Regions from separate parts of the Mus musculus genome. Here region 2 is linked to region 1. Evidence: chromatin contacts called from public HiChIP or PLAC-seq data. All regions are on one chromosome and are shown on one strand. The core of a region is the stretch at or near the end of the contact, and the rest is flanking DNA. Distances in the headings are between cores, read along the strand shown. Region 1 has its middle 26 kb from the start of Ireb2. Region 2 has its middle 34 kb from the start of Ube2q2.

The links. HiChIP or PLAC-seq counts read pairs in DNA pulled down with a chosen protein or histone mark.
Region 2: a contact with region 1 is called in an H3K27ac HiChIP or PLAC-seq map of embryonic stem cells, with 4 times the contacts expected there. The contact joins two enhancer-like sites. A contact is called at or near these places in 17 of 39 promoter capture datasets (the 3T3-L1 cell line, 3T3-L1-derived adipocytes, the C10 cell line and 10 more), 6 of 15 datasets of contacts at CTCF or cohesin (the G1E-ER4 cell line, the NIH/3T3 cell line, embryonic stem cells and 3 more), 157 of 484 Hi-C or Micro-C datasets (3T3-L1-derived adipocytes, the 63-12 cell line, the AML12 cell line and 78 more), 12 of 115 datasets of contacts at active chromatin or transcription factors (T-cell acute lymphoblastic leukemia, astrocytes, bone marrow-derived dendritic cells and 6 more) and 3 of 9 other capture datasets (adipose tissue, embryonic stem cells and liver).

Annotation. Positions count from the first base shown.
Region 1 is chr9:54,835,508-54,839,876 of GRCm38.p6, forward strand. No RefSeq gene overlaps it. Among named protein-coding and RNA genes, the nearest start is that of Ireb2, 26 kb to the right of the region's middle. Within about 2 kb of position 2,469, at least 21 of the 459 cell types and tissues checked have an H3K27ac peak or open chromatin away from gene starts, as enhancers often do. A contact at or near this core is called in embryonic stem cells, where this site is marked.
Region 2 is chr9:55,113,107-55,117,475 of GRCm38.p6, forward strand. No RefSeq gene overlaps it. Among named protein-coding and RNA genes, the nearest start is that of Ube2q2, 34 kb to the right of the region's middle. Within about 2 kb of position 2,250, at least 28 of the 459 cell types and tissues checked have an H3K27ac peak or open chromatin away from gene starts, as enhancers often do. A contact at or near this core is called in embryonic stem cells, where this site is marked.

The DNA of each region.
Region 1 (4,369 bases), core at 1,219-3,718:
GCTACCTGTTGGTCCCTCCGCACCTGTTATCTACCCATCTGCCCATTTGTTTGCCTAGACACAGTCCTGTCCTCCACCTCTGCAGACCTTGGTCACCTTGTTTCTGCAGCTGAAATCTGGCTAGACAATGGCCTGACAATGGCCCAGGGCTCCAGCAGGGGATTTTTTATGTGCTTCTGTCAGCTTTCCAGCTTCTAGCACGCGATGTCCCTTGAATTCTGCTGTGGCCTCTTTAACCTTTTGTGGTCATTCAACTGTGGGACCCCGACTTAGAGCATTTCTCCCTGGAAGGTAAAGCCCCTGGACGTTCCCCAAGCTTGTTTTCCCTGATCTCTAAAAATACAGCCAGAAAGAAGCTCTTTGTTCTCTATAGCCAGCAAAAAGCCTTTTTGTTTCTATACTGTACAAACAGAGATGCCTGCCTTCCTGTGCCGAGGAAACGGAGATAAAAATTCAGAAAGAACTCACTCCCCACTCCTGCCTTGTAAATTTCACCAAGGACACCTGGAAGAGAAGAACTCTTCCCAACTCCTCCCAACTCTTCCCAACTCCTCCCAACTCCTCCCAATTCCTCCCAACTCTTCCCAACTCCTCCCAATTCCTCCCAACTCCTCCCAATTCCTCCCAACACCTCCCAACTCCTCCCAATTCCTCCCAACTCTTCCCAGCTCCTCCCAACTCCTCCCAACTCCTCCCAATTCCTCCCAACTCCTCCCAACTCCTCCCAATTCCTCCCAACTCTTCCCAACTCCTCCCAACTCCTCCCAACTCCTCCCAATTCCTCCCAACTCCTCCCAACTCCTCCCAATTCCTCCCAACTCTTCCCAACTCCTCCCAACTCCTCCCAACTCCTCCCAATTCCTCCCAACTCTTCCCAACTCCTCCCAACTCCTCCCAATTCCTCAGCTAGCTGTTAAAAGCCCCCTACTGTCACCGCTTGGGTCGAACTCCCCTGGGAGGGACTTCGTCCTCAGCTAGCTGATAATAAAACCTCTCGCAGTTTGCATCAGGTGTGGTTTTCTCTTGGGTCACTGGGGTGCTGGCCAGTTCATACTGGGACTTAAGCGGAGGCCCAGCTTCGGGGGTCTTACACAACAACCTATATATGTACATATAGAGAGCCAGGTAGAGTTATTTACTATGTTATATGTAAGATATCTGAGAGTTAATATTAGTAATTAAGGTTGGAGCAAAACTATGTGTTCAATTTATTCAATATCAAAGAAAGAGGTGCTGCTTGGCAAATTGCTGCCAACAAAACCGTTGTACTTTTATGAATTTTTATTATTCAGTAAACTCTGACATTATGGAAAAACACAAGCTGACATAGGATGCTTGTGACAGTTGTGGATAATAAGCGAAACAACCCAGAATGTAAAGATTACTGTTTCACAAGAGTCAAGCGTTCATCAGCTGAATTTTACTTTGTTTTCATTAGCCCCAATCAACCATCAGTGACTCAGCACAAAAGCTATGTCATCACTAGCTGCCAAATGAAGCATGTGTACCCTTTAAAATGTTCTTAGGATCATAGCTCACTCTCTTGCTCTTTCCCTCTCTGTCTGCCTCTCTCTGTCTCCTTCTCTGTCCTTGTCTCTCTCTCTCTCTTGTCCTATCTTGAGCTGGCCTTTTGAATCCCCCTCCCCACAAATCTCTTGCCTGGGATCTGCTGTGTCACGGTGTGACCTGCCAGGGTATTCAGCCTCATAAACACTAACATTGGTGCCTGTGAGGAGAATATCCCGTTGCATGTGTGCTTGGGGATTGGTCTAAGCCACCCTGAGCCGCTATCTCTTATCTCCAGCTCGCCTGCAACAGACTCCTCACCTTGGCCCTCCATCCATTACGTTGGTGATCCCTCTCAGTCAGCTTAGATGCTTCCTGAGTCTCTAGTACTGATCTTTTCCCTTGGGTGAGGCTTCATTTTTGAGCTTGGTTTTCACCTTTTGGACTCACTTAAAAGTCTTGGTACTAGGCACAGAGTCTGTCCTCAGGCTTGCCCAGGCTAAGCCTTGCCCCCATTAACTGCTTGTGCATTTAATAGTTTCTGCCTTCCCCCTTTGGCCCCCTGGGTGCTAGGGATGCCTTGGACCTCCCCTCTACCTGAACCATGGAAATTGCATCACCTGTACCTCTGGATTCTCCTTTAGGATACCTCTCTGAGAGCCTCGGATCCCTACACCTGCGCCCAATTCAAGGACCTTTAAACAATTTACAGTTGAATCTGGCCTCAATAGCCCTTAGATAATCAGTCCAAATGTGGCCAAGCAATGAGGGAAGGGAAAACTCCAACCCCTGTTTGGTTTTGCCTCATTGTTCTCCCCACCCTCACCCCGCACGTGTAAATGTCTTTAAGTTAAGGTTGATGGATCTGTAAGTTTGTTGCAAAGTGGGAGCAAGAGCAGGAGCTAGCAGGAGCAGAGAAAGCAAAGGAGGAGGCCAGCTGCAGCTGCACACCAGTACTCCCTGGTGCTTAGGTTCCGAACCCAGCCGCTCACCTAACTCCACCCCCATCCCACACCACACTTGCGCTAAGGTGTGTACAGATCTTTTGTGAATCTGATTCCAATTTCTGGAGCCCAATTCTTCCGCAGCAGCCTCCCTCTGGCCTGCTGTGCCCTCCACAGGGTCTCCCTCTGGCTCCTGCCGTCTGCTACACCAATGCTCTCTTGCTCTCTCCTGGCTATCTCTGACTCTAACTTGGCAGTCCCATCTCTTCAGCTCTCAGCCTCCTCCTGGAGCTTACAGGAACACCTATAGGGTGTCAATTGTGACCCTTTCTCTCTTCCTCTGTCAAGAATCAGATTTTATTACTACAGCTTGGCCTCATTACAGATCAGTGGCCAAAAATTGGCGCCCTTGATTTCCAAATTCTCAAAGATTGTAACAACTTCTGCCACAACAAAGGATCCTAGAGTCTCTTATCGCTAAGGTTCAACTTCCCACTCTTAAAAAAATCTTTTCTCTAAATGATTTCTCTGCAGTCTGCTCTTAAAAATATCTCTTAGGACTATACTGTAAACTCTATCTCGGGATTTGTAAATTCATTGAATATGGTTAAGAATCTATAAAATCTGTAACAAAATTTGGCTTTAGACTTATAACAAAAGGTTTATAATTAAAGTCTATGATATATAATTTTAATTTGCTGCAATAGATAATTGATCACATACTAGCTATGTGATTCAACTTTTGTCTAGAATATACTGTACATGTAACTTAGACTCTTGTTTAGAAAAAATAGATGTTTCTAAATAGCAACCATGTGGCTCTCCTCCATCTTGGCAGATAACCTTCATCAATATGTAAGCAACCACATGGCTGGCAGCCTTCTTTCCTTAGATGACAGGGCCATGTGACTTCACCATCTTAGGCTGACTAAATAGTATAAAGCAACAATGATAAACTTCTCAGTCCTAATGAGCCCTTAGTTTGCTATTGCTAAGGAAACAACACAACACATCACTAAAATATTTTATATGTCTAACTACTTATATCCTTGCTAGTTGTTTAACACTAGGCTTCTAGAAAATTTAAATAAGTAACTATATGCTTGGTAAATAAGGTATATTTGATAGTCAATGTTTGTAAATTCCTCAGGTTCAATCAAGTTCACAGTGATATCTGCCAATCAAGTTTACAGTGATATCTGTCAATCAAGTTCACAGTGATATCTGCCAATCAAGTTTACAGTGATATCTGTCAATCAAGTTCATAGTGATATCTGCCAATCAAGTTTACAGTGATATCTGTCAATCAAGTTCACAGTGATATCTGTCAATCAGGTTCACACTGATATCTGTGTAGCTCCTTTGTCTTTGCTCACTTTCTTAACCTTTAGCTGTTTGGAAAAGCTAATGCATACAAGAAACTATAATAGTCGCCGGGAGTGGTGGCACACGCCTTTAATCCCAGCACTCGGGAGGCAGAGGCAGGCAGATTTCTGAAATTCGAGGCCAGCCTGGTCTACAAAGTGAGTTCCAGGACAGCCAGGGCTATACAGAGAAACCCTGTCTCGAAAACACCAAAAAAAAAAAAAAAAAAAAAAAAAAAGAAAGAAACTATAATAGTCTATAATGGTGCACTATAGAAAGAAAGCTTACTTCATTCAGGTTTATTTTAATGCTAAAGGATTTTCAATTTAATCTTCAAATTTTAAAGCTCAAACTTAACAGGAATAAAGCTGTAAAAATTCTAACTTTATAAAAGCTACTAATTTATAAACCGTTTAGTTTAGCTTTTTTTTTTAGCTTTTTTTTAAATTTATTTTTTGCATACGAGTACACTGTAGCTGTCTTCGCACACACCAAAAGAAGGCATGGGATCCCATTGCAGATGGTTGTAAGCCACCATGTGGCTGCTGGGAATT
Region 2 (4,369 bases), core at 1,000-3,499, 280 kb after region 1:
CATGCCCAGAAGGAGCTGATGGTCCCGTCCTGACTGCATGGAAATTGAGCTGTGGACAGCTGAAGCTAGTTAGAGCTTCCATTATCACACACCACCATGCAGACCAGCAGCCCGAGCAAGCTGCACATGAATGGTACTAGCCAATGCATGGCACCTTGGTCTGTGTGCAAGTGCACAAATGCATTGAGGGAAAATCTAGAAATAAACAATTTTACTCTTAGCTGCCCTGTAGGTCTTTGTATCACTTTGTTGAAGTTCAGCTTAACTCCTGTAGCCTTTTTGGTCACTTTTTTTTTTTGAGTTGATAATAACTCTGTTTCAGTACCACATAGAAAAGAAAATTATAAGCTGATCTTCTTGACAGACATGGATGCAAACATTTTCAATAAAAATGCTGGCAAACTGAGTTAAATATCACAGCAAAAAGATCATTCATCATTTGAGACTATTTGAGCCGAAAATCTTCTTTTTGCTATACTGGGAATGGGGATTGGGGGTAGCAGTCACAGGTTGAACCCAGGGTCTTCTATATGCTAGAAAAGCTCTCTTTTGGTCACGTTTTTAACTTACTTGTTTTGTGTGAGGAGGTGAGTGTGGAGGTCAGAGGTCAGAGTGTGGAGGTCAGAGAGCAGTATGTGTGGAGGTCACAGGACAGTGTGTATGGAGGTCAGAGGTCAGAGTGTGGAGGTCACAGGACAGTGTGTGTGGAGGTCAGAGTACGATGTACAGGAGGGGCCAGTTCTCTCCTCTGCCACTATTGTTTTATAAAAACACAAACCCCAGCCATTCGGTTTTACCAAATGAAGGCAGACTCTGTGGAGAAAGCCTGCTAGCTCAGAGAGGCAGAGAAAGCACATAGCTTGCCCTCCTACTCTACCGATGTCCCAGAAGGAAAAGGCTCTCTCTTCTTCTCCACACTCTCTTAAATCCCCTTCATCTCAAAGACCCTCTGTTTATTTACATTCACTCCCTGTCAGCTGGTTGCTTGATCTGCCTCTTGACCTAGAGTTGACTTCATTTAGCTCTGGAGTAAAGGTGCATGCTAGGGAGCCATGCCAAAACAAGGTTTTTTCAGTAAGTAACACAATCTTGGGGTTCACAGTGTGATCAAATATCTTGCAACATACCACATAGGTCCTGAGGATTGAGCTGAGGTCGTCCGGCTTGGCAGAGGATACCTTTGTCCATGGAGACATCCTGCTGACCCCATATTTGATTTGATTTTGTTTTTAGTTTGAACAGTTTAGGATAAAGAGGCCTAGACAGTTTCACCAAGTCTCAGGCCTCTGACAATCTTAGTTAGGACATAGACTCAGATAAAGCTACAATCCTGGGCAGGATTGCTTTAGACACAGCATGAACACCTTTCTAGAGGCCTTCAATAAGAGGACACCGAGGATGGTCTTGGGAGAGGAGCCTTGACTCCAGCCTGGCTGTTTGTTGGGAATGCCTCATATCTGCTGTCACACCTCCTTAGATTTTTTTCTTACATATACTTAAACCCGAGGTTAGCTTTCCCACGAGACAAGTACCTGTTTGTATTCCATTTACTATAGAAGCTCTACAGCTTGGGGGTATGGGAGGTGTAAACTAGGAGCCATTTGCAGCAAGTGCATCGGCTGTGCCGACTTGTATCGCCTGTGCAAATGTGACTTCAAGCAGTTGGGCCACTTCTCCCTGCCTAGTGTCCCTAGTGGAGCTGTGGGTGTCATAAGCTGAGAGCTAAGCCCCATTTTCCCTATCTAGGAGAGAGAAAAGCTAAAGAGAGTGCAGACTCAGATGTAGGACTGCAGAATATCTGCCCTGCTTCCCTCTCCCAGGGCTGTGAGTCACCCTTCCAGGGCCTGCAACACTGCCTCTGCAGGCATGGAAAGGCCACACTCCACACCCTCACTCTCAGTTGCTGGCATCTCCAGCTGAGCCATGTTAACAGTAGTACTGGGCATGTGAAAGAGGAAACATAAACCCATTACTTGTCATCTTGAATCTGGGGCAAGTGGGTCGGGGTTGCTGAGGAGGTTGAGCATTTTAGTGGAGACCCCTGGCTGGCCTTGAGGCTCATGTGTGTCCCAAGTATTCACCAAATGACTTGGTGCTCATCCACCATTCTAATTGAGTGGGGCATCCCGTACGGTGCTCAGGCTGTCAACCTTCATGTCTGGGCTTGCTCCATTCCTATACTGCTGACTGCTATGCTTAGCCTCTGCTACATTACCCTGGGCTCTCTCAGCACAAAGAGAAATGAGGCAGGACCCTAGCCTGAAGGAATTTGCTGGGTGGTGCAGGGGGCAAGAATGTGAGCAGAGATTTCCAAAAGTATGCAAACTGTTCCAGAGAATCTGGAGTCCTTGGTGGAACAGGGACAGAGTCAGAAGTCGGAAAAGATGACAGGACAAGAATAGCAAGTCCAGAAGCAAACATGAGTCTGGAGTATTTACATTACAGCCGGAGATAAAACCCCTAAGAAGAGGGCAAGATAGTCCAGTCAGCAAAGTGTATGCTGCCCAAGCACAGGGACCTGAATTAGACCCTCCCCCTTCCCAGAACTCACATAGGAAGCCTGCTGGCATGGCACATGATTGGCCCTAGGGCTCCCAGCCAATCCACTTGCCTAATTGGTGAGCCCCTGGCCATCGAGAGACTCAAAAGATGTACTGCATCCAAGGAACAACATACACAGGGTTGACCTCTGGCCTCCACGTACAAACACACACAAACACATGTGTACATGTACCCACGTACACCATGTGCAGAGTCCCCCAAAAGATCCTTGAGAAGAGAAGAATTATTCAGTACATTCTACTTAACAGCCTGGAAAGAAATCAAGCTAGAATCATCATTGTCTTAAGCTGCATACCCCAAATTAAAGGGTTTAGCTGATATAGAACTATAAACCCACTACCAATCAACAGAAGGGGAAAATAAATGTTTATGTGATCTTCAGGGTGATAAGAGAATTTTTAAGCTAAATACTCAAAACAGGCATTATAAAGAAAATTAAGCCATTGCCACTTTGGTTTTTCTCAGCATCTCTTCTGCCTTTTTTTTCTGGTGTTTTTGAAACATATAGTTTTGACTTTTATGTAATGAAATTTATTAATGTGCATATTCTATAAAAATACTTATCAACCAATAGGAAAGATGAATATATTAATGAGAAATGGATCAAGTAAAGGGATCAACAATTCAGCAAAGAAGAAATTGACAAACATACACACTCTCATACACTTGAATACACACACATATACTCACACATTTACATACATACACACACACACTCACATACTCAAGCACACATACACATGTATATTACACACACACACACACACACATACACACACAGAGGCAATGCAGTACAGTGGGTAGAAGCATTTGTTAAACAAGTGTGAGGATGTGAATTTAAAACCCCAGGGCCACGGAAAAGCCAGATGTGTAATGTAAGTGTCAGCAACTCCAGAGCTCCTGGGAAGATAGTGGGCAGAGAGCAAACGCCAAGGTCCTCACAGGCCAGGGAGCCTGGCATCTGTGGCAGCAAACAGCATACAGGTTCTGTCTCAAAGTGGGAGGTGGGGGTGCACATTGAAAGTTACCCTCGGGCTGGTGAGATGGCTCAGTGGGTAAGAGCACCCGACTGCTCTTCCAAAGGTCCAGAGTTCAAATCCCAGCAACCACATGGTGGCTCACAACCATCCTTAATGAGATCTGATGCCCTCTTCTGGTGTGTCTGAAGACAGCTACAGTGTACTTACATATAATAAATAATAAATAAATCTTAAAAAAAAAAAAAAAAAAAAAAAAAAAAAAAGTTACCCTCTGACCTCATCATGTCTTCTGTAGCATTGCTACACACAGGCACACTCGTGGGTATGTGCACATGCACACACACACGCACAAACACATACACACCAATGTACATATAGTATTTAATTTCACTAGTAATAAAAAAGGAAAAGTGGGGGCTGGTGAGATGGCTCAGTGGGTAAGAGCACCTGACTGCTCTTCCGAAGGTCCAGAGTTCAAATCCCAGCAACCACATGGTGGTTCACAACCATCTGAAACAAGATCTGACACTCCCTCTTCTGGAGTGTCTGAAGACAGCTACAGCGTACTAACATATAATAAATAAATAAATCTTAAAAAAAAAAAAAAGGAAAAGTGTCTTAGGTTTTCCATTGCTGAGAAGGTTCACCATGACCAAGTCAACTCTTATAAAGGACAACATTTAATTGGGGCTGGCTTATAGGTTCAGAGGTTTAGTCCATTACCATCAAGGCACAAAGCATGGCAGGGTCCCAGCAGGCATGGCACTGGAGAGGGAAATGAAAGTTCTATTTCTTGTTCTGAAAGCAACCAGGAAAAGACTGAGTCA